2 separate regions of the Zea mays genome follow, and region 1 is linked to region 2. A link is a contact called in public Hi-C data. All regions are on one chromosome and are shown on one strand. Each heading gives the region's core, a stretch centred on a gene start, on an enhancer-like site or on the middle of the called end of the contact. The rest is flanking DNA. Distances are from core to core; before and after follow the strand shown.

Region 1 (5,046 bases), core at 2,108-4,607, 250 kb after region 2:
CCAATGACTGTAATGTTTTTCGTCGACAGGTACAATCGGCCATAAATGAGGGCCGATTGGCTTTTCAGGAAATGCAAGTGGACACACAACCATTTCCTGTTAATACAATAGATATCGCATGCAAAAAGATCTTAGTTCGGCCTGAAATGGCCGATAAAGGCAAAAGCAAAGACATAATCATTGGTAGTCCTCGCACGTCGAATATATCACAAAAGGAGATTGTTCGAAAGGCTCCGGACAATAAGGCTAAAAAGTCCGGAGGCACCGGGGGGCAGGCACAATTAATGCGTCAAGCACGACAGCCTGTCCTGAGCATCACGGACGATCTGGCACCTACGAGCGGAAGGTCCGGTGTTCAGATAGACGGTTCGGCTAACTGCCGGACAGTCCGCCTATGCCCAAAGGCGTTAGCCTCCACACAAAACCTTAAAAGGGAAGGAGACACAACAGCGAAGTACAAATGGTCGACTGATCAAAGCTGACTCTACTGTTGATCAGTTGCTCTCCAAAAATGCTAGCAAAAAGACCATTCCACGTGATCGGTCAACAAAGAAACCCCGGTCACCTACTAAAACGAAACGGCCGAACAAAATGGCCCAAAAGGCGACGCGACAAGCATCGTCTGTTCATCCTATGAGACCAGGGTACTTTCCACCCGTTTATTCATCGTCGGTATATTGTCCTACCCAAATGTGGAATAACATGGTGATGAATGCATGGTACATGTATAGTCCCTTTGTCTATCCAGGCTGGAGGGCACCTCCATTCTATTCATTTTGATCCATTAATGAAATGGTCATGGCCGAGAAAGATACAATCCAAAACGACCTTTATACATTGGTGCTTTATTGAATGATCTCTATTTTGAAAAGCCGATGACTTACATCAGGTTTAGTTCATATGCTTTTGGTTCGTCAACCTTCACCAAAAGGCAGGGGGGCATATGTTGAAGGCTAAAATGAGCCTTGCGGACGGTCCGGCCCTGAGGCCGGACGGTCCGCGCGCGCAGAGTCAGTTAGGGTTCCTAGTTTCTCGCGGGATTTGTTGCCTAAAACCGCGGGATTAACTCGGGAAACAGTTGGAAACGGATCCAGACCTCCCCCTTTATATAGATGAAGGGCTACGGCCGATTGAACCCCCCATCAATCGAACAAATCAAGTCTATTTCTCGTTTTTACCTTACGCATTAGGAATAGTTCTAGTCTAGTTCTAGTTTAGCCTCTCAATCTCCAAATTCTCCGCCTCTCTTCGACTCTACGTCGATTAGAGGAGTCTAGGTCGGCCTGCCGAGCCTAGACAACACGTAGGATCTCTCCTCCCCGACGGGGTCCCTCCCGGGAGCGAGATCCAGGCGCCGCCGGCGACCTTCGCCACCCCCTGCGCACGCGCGGACCGTCCGGCCGTCAGGCAGGGAACCTTTGCCCCTGCTCCAGGTCGCGGACCGTCCGGTCCCTGGTCGCGGACCGTCCGCGCCTGTGCAGAGAGCACCGCCGCCGGTTCTTGTTGAGTGTTTGGCACCCGAAAAAGGTGTCAACAAAAAGATTAAAGAAATTAGTGCTCTAAAACTATTTTGTCTAATACATTATTGACAAAATTACTTAGATCACCAAAAACTTGGGTATTCAATGAATACCCATGACACCCACGTGGGCCTGCCCCTTCCCTGCACGTCCGTCCTCCATATCTTTTTTTGTTTTGTCCAAAAAAACTGCAATGTTTCTCTGTTGGCGTCGTTATAGTCGCCAATCACCACGAGTCCATGATGGATACCGGCGAAGGTGCTTTCTGCGGAGGAGGCGTGGACGGTCCGCGACCTGGTACAAAAGCTAGTGTTTCTGTCCGACGGGCCGGATAGTTTGTGCCTGATGGCAGAACGGTCCGGGCATGTGCAGAGGCGACGGATTTCACCAAGAGCACCTAGATCTCGCTCCCGAGAGGGACCCTGTCGGGAGGAGAGATCCTAGGGCTTGTCTTGGGATCCGCAGGCCACCCAAGACGTCTCTAAACGACATAGAATCTTATGGTGTGTTTGGTTTGTGGAGTCACTCTATGCTTCATGAGGTGATGCATCATAGGTTCATTCCATCAATTTTGGTGGAATCAACTCACTCCTCATTTATATACTAATTATTAGCTTATGAGGAATGAGATGATGATGGATCAACTCATTCTATTCCACAAACCAAATAAAAAAGTGATGAGTGAGAAGAAGATGGATTACTTCATTCCTCAAACCAAACACACTATTAGAGAGGTGAAGATTAGAGGATGAGATCTATGTTACTAAAGATATATTGATTGTTTGATTAATTGTTGGTTGTTTAATCGGTCGTACCTCTTCAAATATATAAGGGGAAGGTATAGACCCGTTCCTAAGCGTTTTTGTGGGATTAGAGGACTAAACACGTGAGCTAGAAGCTTTAACCGTCTGATTCGATCTATTCGTGGATCATCCGCGGCTATGGACCTCCGTCCATCTGTGCCCAGTGCTACAAATATTGATCAACAGTTTCAGATTTAGAACATTGTTTTTTGTTGAGTTACAAATTGCAATAACGAATGAATAATACCAGAAAGTGAGTTCACAAGCACAAAAGCTGAGAACCGAACCCATATTTCTCTGCGTCTATTTGACTGTCTGTCCGCGGCCGTTTTTGGGCTACATTTGTAGCGGGCCTCGTGGGCTGGCACGGAGGTGAAAGCGAGACCCGCGGGTCGGGGCTGAGTCCAATCCACAACATAATAATAGCACAGTAACGATGAGACAGCTGAAGATGAAGCGCTGACATGCATATGTTTTATGGCTGATTTTTAAATCTGCCACATTGACAATCACTCAACAACGTCCTCTATATTCATCTTCTATATCTGTCCTTTACAGTCTACTCTAAAAAATTTCATCCTCTATATCTCATTTCTCTCCAACAACGTCCTCTAAATCACGTCCTCTATACTCAAATACCCATATAAAAGATATTTTTTAATTTTATTTTTTATACATACGTATTTATCATACTCTCAAATGTATTATACATATTTTAGTTTTGCTAAACCGGTTATTTAAAGTAGTCAAATGGATAGAGGACCGTTTAGAGAAACTTTATATATAGAGAATCCAGCAGCGTCCTCTAAATTTAAAGAACCGTTTAAAGGACGTTGCTGGAGAGCGTAGAGGACCATTTGGTCCTCTATATTTAGGGTAGAGAACCCTTTAGGGGGCCTTGTTGGAGCCAGCCTCACCGTAAACATATACGGCCTGATTGGTTGTCCGCTTGGCCACGTCCAGGCTCGTCACGCGCGTTGACCGTGTGCATGCATATGATTGGTGGCCTGTACCGGCTGAGCGTAGTCTGCATGCACGAGTACAACCTAGTTATTTTCTACCACTTCCACCTGCACGCACAGAGATGCTAGGAGAGAGCTTCGCTGGTCACCCGTGCCGACGCGAGCCTGATTCCCACGAACACATCAACCAACCACGCGCATATCAACCACATGTTCACATATAGCTACTCGCTCCTAACTAGCTAGGTATGTCTGCAGATTCAAAGTTTGTTGGACGACCCCATCTTGGGACCAAGACCAAAATCAACAGGTACTGTAGTTGTAGCTACTGTAGGCAAAGGCAGGGCTCTCGATCACATTCTCATCATCATCCATCAGTTGAGCAGCTGAGCTGAGGCTGATGTATAATGGATGCGTTTTGCTCGTTAGTTAGCAGGAAGCCAAGTTGATGAGCAGGTAGCTGGTCTTTTGGTTTGCTAATCTATATCCATCACATGCACGACACACACTATCATGCATACCTCGAAAACCTACTTATAATCTGGAAAGGAGGGAATACTACTATCTAGCTATTCATCAGTGTTCAGTATGCATGTATTGAAGTATCATTATTCACTCTGCTGCAGTCCTGGCTAGGGCTAGCTGTAGCAGTACTAGTACTGTACTTGACCGCACCATCGAGCAGCCGTCCTCCTCACTTTTGACATGCATGGACGACACGATGTGGCCTCCTCTCTGCAAGCACCTGCGTGCGCTGCACTGAGGTGAAGAACACATGCTACTGCTGCATACATATGAGCAGTGCCTTTCATCTGCCTTTCAGGTATCTACCGGTTCAATGGACAAATATGCCATGCATGCCACCCAGAAAAGCTAGATCGTCAGGTTCCTGTGCAGATTAAACAAAGACTGACGATGAGCGTGCAATTAATAATGGTGAAGCTCTCTGTTCAGATTATTCAGAGGTTGCATGAGGATTGAGGAACATATATATGCAGCATGGTCCAGCTGATACATCATCAGTCGCTAGCGCTGATACTGCTGATAGAATGCAACCTTGTACGCACGCGAGCAGCGCAGGACAGGACACCGGGAAAGCGGGTGGTGTTAACTATGTTTTCTTTATGAGATGAGATGTATCATCTGCTGCTACTACTTAGCATGTGCCTGAAAAGCGTAATGGCAGAGGTATGTATGTATGTATGTATTCAGCCATGCCATGCGGACGCACGCAGGACGGGACGAGGAGGGAGACGATGCAATGCAAGCGGTGGCGAGTAGTGCTCTCAATCAAGAACAAGAAGGACCGAAGAAAGAAAGCTCTCCCCTCCCCTCTGCATGAATGCATGCATATACATGCGCTTTGCGCTCGCACTCCGATGCAAGAAGCTAGCTAGCTAGGGCGCCGGGTCAGGCATTCGATTCAGTGCCGGCCGCTGGACTGGGACTGGGACCCCCCCGCCGGCCCCTTTTCTTCCTGCAGGCTGCAGCCCAGCTCCAGCCTTCAATTCAATTCCACCACCGGCTTGCCTGCAGATGCAATCCTGTCTTGATTCCTGCTGCGGCAGTCCCTGACCTTCATCCCCACACATCGCTATCCTATACTCGGCTCGGAAATGCCACACCTTTTTCCAACTGCTTTGCTTTGCATTGCATTGCATTGCATTGCATTGTATTCTCTCTCTCTCTCCCTCCCTTTAATCAGATCCATCATCAGTCTTTACACATCTATCTACTAGCTAGTATCTCTCTCTCTCTCTC
Region 2 (4,786 bases), core at 1,451-3,950:
GATGTATAAATATCATGGAATAGAAAAAAAGAAAACAACACATAACATTACCAAGTGACACTGCAATTGCAAAAGTAAATCAAAAGCTAAAACAAACTGCGTGCTAATGGTTATTCAACCACATGGCATTGCCGCATGCAATATATCATCATAGTGACTCATAGCAAATTAGCAATGTAGCATCAAGGCATGTTCGCCAAAAATCTATTGACCAAAAAAAAGAAAAGAATGAGCAGTACAAACTTTTTGACATGTTAGGATGTTAATAGGCTAGTTAACCTTGCAACAATAACAGGACATACAAACCAAAAGGAATAGAGGCACCAAAATTTCAAAAAAAAAAAAAACTCGAGATGATTGAAATGTACCACACAGTTCAAGATTAGCATTTCAATGCCAAGAAAGTACCTTGCATCAGGAACAGGCTGAGTGTGCACTTCCTGTTGAGCTTCAGTCAAACGGGTCGATAAACTTTCATTATTTGGTTCTGTTCTCGTTTCTGGGACTGGCACTTCTGCTCGTGTGACAAGAACATTTGGCCGATTTGAAAATTGCACACCAGCAGACTATGGAGGCAAGATAAATGATAGCTTCAGCTATATATCATAATAAACACTGCAAGAACCAAAAACAGCTACTTTCTATTGTAAGCTAACAACAAAATAATATGTTCAAGAGAAGGAATGTGCTGCAGATATTGGAGCCATAGAAGTGGTTAAGGAATAAATCTTGCAACCACCAAGCAAACAACAGCACCACAGAAGTATGTACAACATTTTTATGAGTCTTCACATATTTATAAATAAATTGACAAACAATTTGCACATGTGTTTCAGTTGAGCAGGAAAAAAACATCTAGTAAAAGGAATAAATGCACCAACAGTTAAACATAGCGCTACCAAAATTCTCAACACAAATACATGGGAATAAACAAAGGGAATCAAGGAAAATTCTCAGCTGCAAATATGATACCTACCACCAACTCATAGTATGCCTCATAGTACTGAGGGAACCTTGCTTTAGCTCCACCAAGGGATGTTTGTGTTGCATCTAACAGAAGAAATATTTTTTCTCGAACTGGTAAATCCGTCTGCAACCAAGATAGTGTGTTACGTCAAGACCAATTGGTGAAGTTCCAAATGAGAACAGGTTTCACAATTGCCATAATAAATTCAGTGAAAAATAAGTTACCTTTTTCTTCACTATCTTCACAAGTATTGGAAGAAGGCCATTATCAATGACCTGCCTATGGACAGGCTCTCCGCAATTATTCAGAAGCATCTCCAATAGCTGAATCAAATAGAAGTGAATCTGAATCAAGACTATAGCTTAACCATAAAAACACATTCGCACATTATGTAATGTGAGCTAATTAATTTAAAAACATATGAGAAATGATAGGCCATTTAGGTACAGTGACATCAGGACCAAGACCTAAAATAAGAGTTTAAAAAAATCAAGACATAAATAAAGCAAAGAATCATCCCAGCAGACAAGAAAACGTGTGAAGTACTTCCATGCCCCCTTTTACATCAAATGAGCAGTAAACATTAGCAAGAGTGGCTCTTTTTTCCTTCGTCGACTTTTCCATTGTGGGTGGCTGCGTGAGCAAAAAGTACAGGTCGCCATTCCTTCTTTACATGTCTATGATCCATGATCAAATAAAGAACAAATATGTTCCTGTGTCTATCATAGTCATCTAGATAACTATAGCGCGCCAGTTGAATAGTTGATGGTGGAATCAGGATCCAGGAGGGCTGCTTCTGTGAAAACAACTCACCATAACAGCAAAGAGTTGAGTGGTCTTGCTCCTGCTCCCTATACACTTCTTTACAGACTTGATCACATCCTTCGCTTTCCTGGTGGCAGTGACAGGAAACAGAAAATCAACACATCATTCAAGTGAACAAAAAAAAACCCACCCTTTTCCAAATGGCAACCCACGAGCCACGACTTATGTGCAACAAGAAAAAAAATCATAGCCAACTGGCAACGAGAAACTGATATCGCTCCCAGATCGATTCTCCGGAAAGAAATCGTGACGGTAAGGGCGAATTCATCGTCACAGGCTTCAGCCAGCAAAAGTTGCAATGCTACTCGGTAACCAATGGTTCCGAAAGGGAAAAAAAACAGGAGGGGGGATGGCAAGCATACCCAGGATCCTGCGCCACGAGCTCGCAGATTTCGATGTTCTTTGCCCAATCCATCTCCTTGAGCTTGTCGCTCGTCGCCGCTTTCACCATTTCCGCAGCCATATTGTCCCCCGCGCCTCCTTCACACTGTTACGCCTTCCTCTCACTCTCGAGCAAATCCAGGCCGGCCCCGGTATTCCGCAGCCGCAAGGCGAGGAAAAGGGCGAGAAGAAATCCCCCGTCTCCTGAAACGAAGCCACTCCGAGCGTAAAGATCGCGCCTTCGAGCATAAGCCCGCAGCCTGCGAGTAAGAAGAAGAAGAAAAAAAAGAGGCATTCTGCCCGGGCCGAAAGAACCAGAGGAAGAAGAGGGAGATGCAATCTGGGGCTGAGGAGATGGCGTCGACGGGGAGCAGAAGGGGAGGGAAGCGGTAGCGCGCACCAACCTAGATCGGCAGGAGGTTACGCGCTGCTAGTGGATTTTGGCTGGCGACGGCGACTGCGACGGCCATGGCGCCGGCAAACGCGCGGTGATCCCAGCCGGGGGCGAACGCGGGCGAGGGCTCGAGGAGGGGGCAGTCTGGAAGCGAGTAGGGATTAAGGAAAGGACATGTCTTGTCTTTTTGTTTGCAGATTACACCCTGAACATTTCTGGTGTGGGCTTGTCGGTACCAATTGACCTGCCGGTAAAAAGAATCGAGTCCGAGCTCGGTCCATCCATTCACCGGCGCCTGCAGCAGGGAGGCTGGGGATGGAAAAGTTGACCGACGACCATCTGGAACCGCTCCATTACCGAAGTATATGGAAAAAGCACAGGGTCCTATGCGCAAAACAACGCGGGGCAACCAAAAAAAAGGCGAGCGGGGCAGGCAGCACAGCAGAGGAGAAAGGAGGGAGGAGGGGAGCGGCGTGTGCGTTCCGCTCACCGCTGGGCCCCACCAGGTCCACGCCGCCCGACACGGCGTGTACCCTCCACGTGGGGCCGACCGACGCGTCCGGTGGGTGGTGGTGTGGGGTTGGGGTGGAGGGCCCTGGGCCCAGCGGCGAGTGGCCCGCGGGGGCGGCACGTGGGTTGGCCTGGCCCGGCGCCGCGCTAGTGCTAGCCTGGGCGCGACTGCTTTTGGCGGCGTGCGCGGACACGCGGGTTTGGGACGCTGGCTGGTGGGGGCCCGGCGCGCGTGAGCCCACGTGGAAGTGATGTGTGGTTAGGAGTCGTGTGAATTGTGAGGTTTTCAGTGGCACTAGGAGGAGTCGTCTCTAAATTGAGTCGTTGACGTTGCTACTACCAGTTCCAGATTGGATTGGTAGTGAAGAAAACACATGTACGACCGGCTAGCCGAGCCACTTTAGTCCACCATTAGTCAAGTCATGCTAGTACTTGTTTGACACTTGTCGGTGTAGATTGTATTGCTCGATGCTGCAAGATCTGTGTGAAATGGATTAGTACCGAGAAAACAAGAAAGAAAGAGAGCTGTCAGTAAGATTGTCACTTCATGGCTTGCCAGATGATAACAGCCAGCCTGATATGCAGTGATACTAGCGGCAGCAGAGCACTACTGACGATGATCACCGGCCAATGGTAAAAAAGACTGACTCCAGACAGACACTGAGACGGTTGTGTAGTACTGTCAGTAAAATCACCTGACATCAACAATGACAGGCCATGGAATTGGAGTACTTGTCAGGTATGCTGGTTCATTAAGGAGGTCAGAATGGTGCAGCAACCTTTCTCTGCCCGAGGAATTAATGCTACGGTATCATCATCATCATATGTAAACAGGTGATGCCGTGGTCAAAAAATATATTTCATTGCGTCTTCTATATATCGATCTATCTCCAACCTTTTTGTTTATTAAATGATGTAAATAACGAGCTGAGAACCAATATGTAACGTCGATTTACAATTTTAAACCCCAAATTCATTTTATGGGCCTCAAACAATGCGGCTTTCGGCCCAGCACCAACTCTGGCATGAGGGCCGTCGTTACCGTGGGCCCAGAAGTTTCAGGCTGCCCCCTTCGGCTCACCGCTCACGGCCGCAGCAAGTCGTTTCTGCCTTTTTCTAAACTACTAGTCGATCAAAAAAATTTCAAGATTTTTTATTGATTGTCTCCATTCTCTGTATAATATATTTTTTGATTTGGCTAACTGATGTTATTGTTTACTTCATACAAATATGTCTTGGTACAACACGGCCAATGAAGTGAACGATTAGAAGAGAGTTCACAACGATTGACTGAATGAGCAGAGATTATAAAATGATATAATTCCATCATATAGAGGCCAAATAAGAGAAAGTTTGTGAGATCATGTTTATTAAATAAGTCTCATGAAGTCAAACTTATAAAAAAGATAGATCAAAATATGGAGTGATTGCTAAAGTCAGGCATCAACAAAAACTGGACGTGCTCCATATAAATTACGCTACTTCGTAGAAATTACTAACGTTTAAAACCAACAAATAACCTTTCATTTTGCTGTTAGTGTGACAAATCATTGCTGTTCCATCCAATTCAGCAACCTCAAACACCATGTAGTCCATTGCACCAATGTGGTCTCAGAAACGACCTAATGCTTGCAAGAGCAAAGAACGTCGTGCCATGATTGGGCTGTAGTATCGGCCCATAGTGCTGGCCCAACCCGGCACAATTATTT

What was found. Hi-C and Micro-C count contacts between places; a contact is called where the count stands out from the background.
Region 1: a Hi-C map of ear shows a contact between it and region 2, with 3 times the contacts expected there. The contact joins the enhancer-like site here to the promoter of LOC100282912 in region 2. A contact is called at or near these places in 2 of 25 Hi-C or Micro-C datasets (ear and leaf).

Annotation. Positions count from the first base shown.
Region 1 is chr6:7,382,337-7,387,382 of Zm-B73-REFERENCE-NAM-5.0, reverse strand. No RefSeq gene overlaps it. Among protein-coding and RNA genes, the nearest start is that of LOC100382671, 21 kb to the right of the region's middle. Within about 2 kb of position 3,357, at least 11 of the 20 cell types and tissues checked have an H3K27ac peak or open chromatin away from gene starts, as enhancers often do. A contact at or near this core is called in ear and leaf, where this site is marked.
Region 2 is chr6:7,634,197-7,638,982 of Zm-B73-REFERENCE-NAM-5.0, reverse strand. LOC100282912 reads right to left here and starts at 2,700. Exons shown (of 10, transcript NM_001155818.1): 1 at 2,578-2,700; 2 at 2,155-2,377; 3 at 1,781-1,859; 4 at 1,192-1,290; 5 at 977-1,090; 6 at 409-566. The coding sequence starts at 2,255.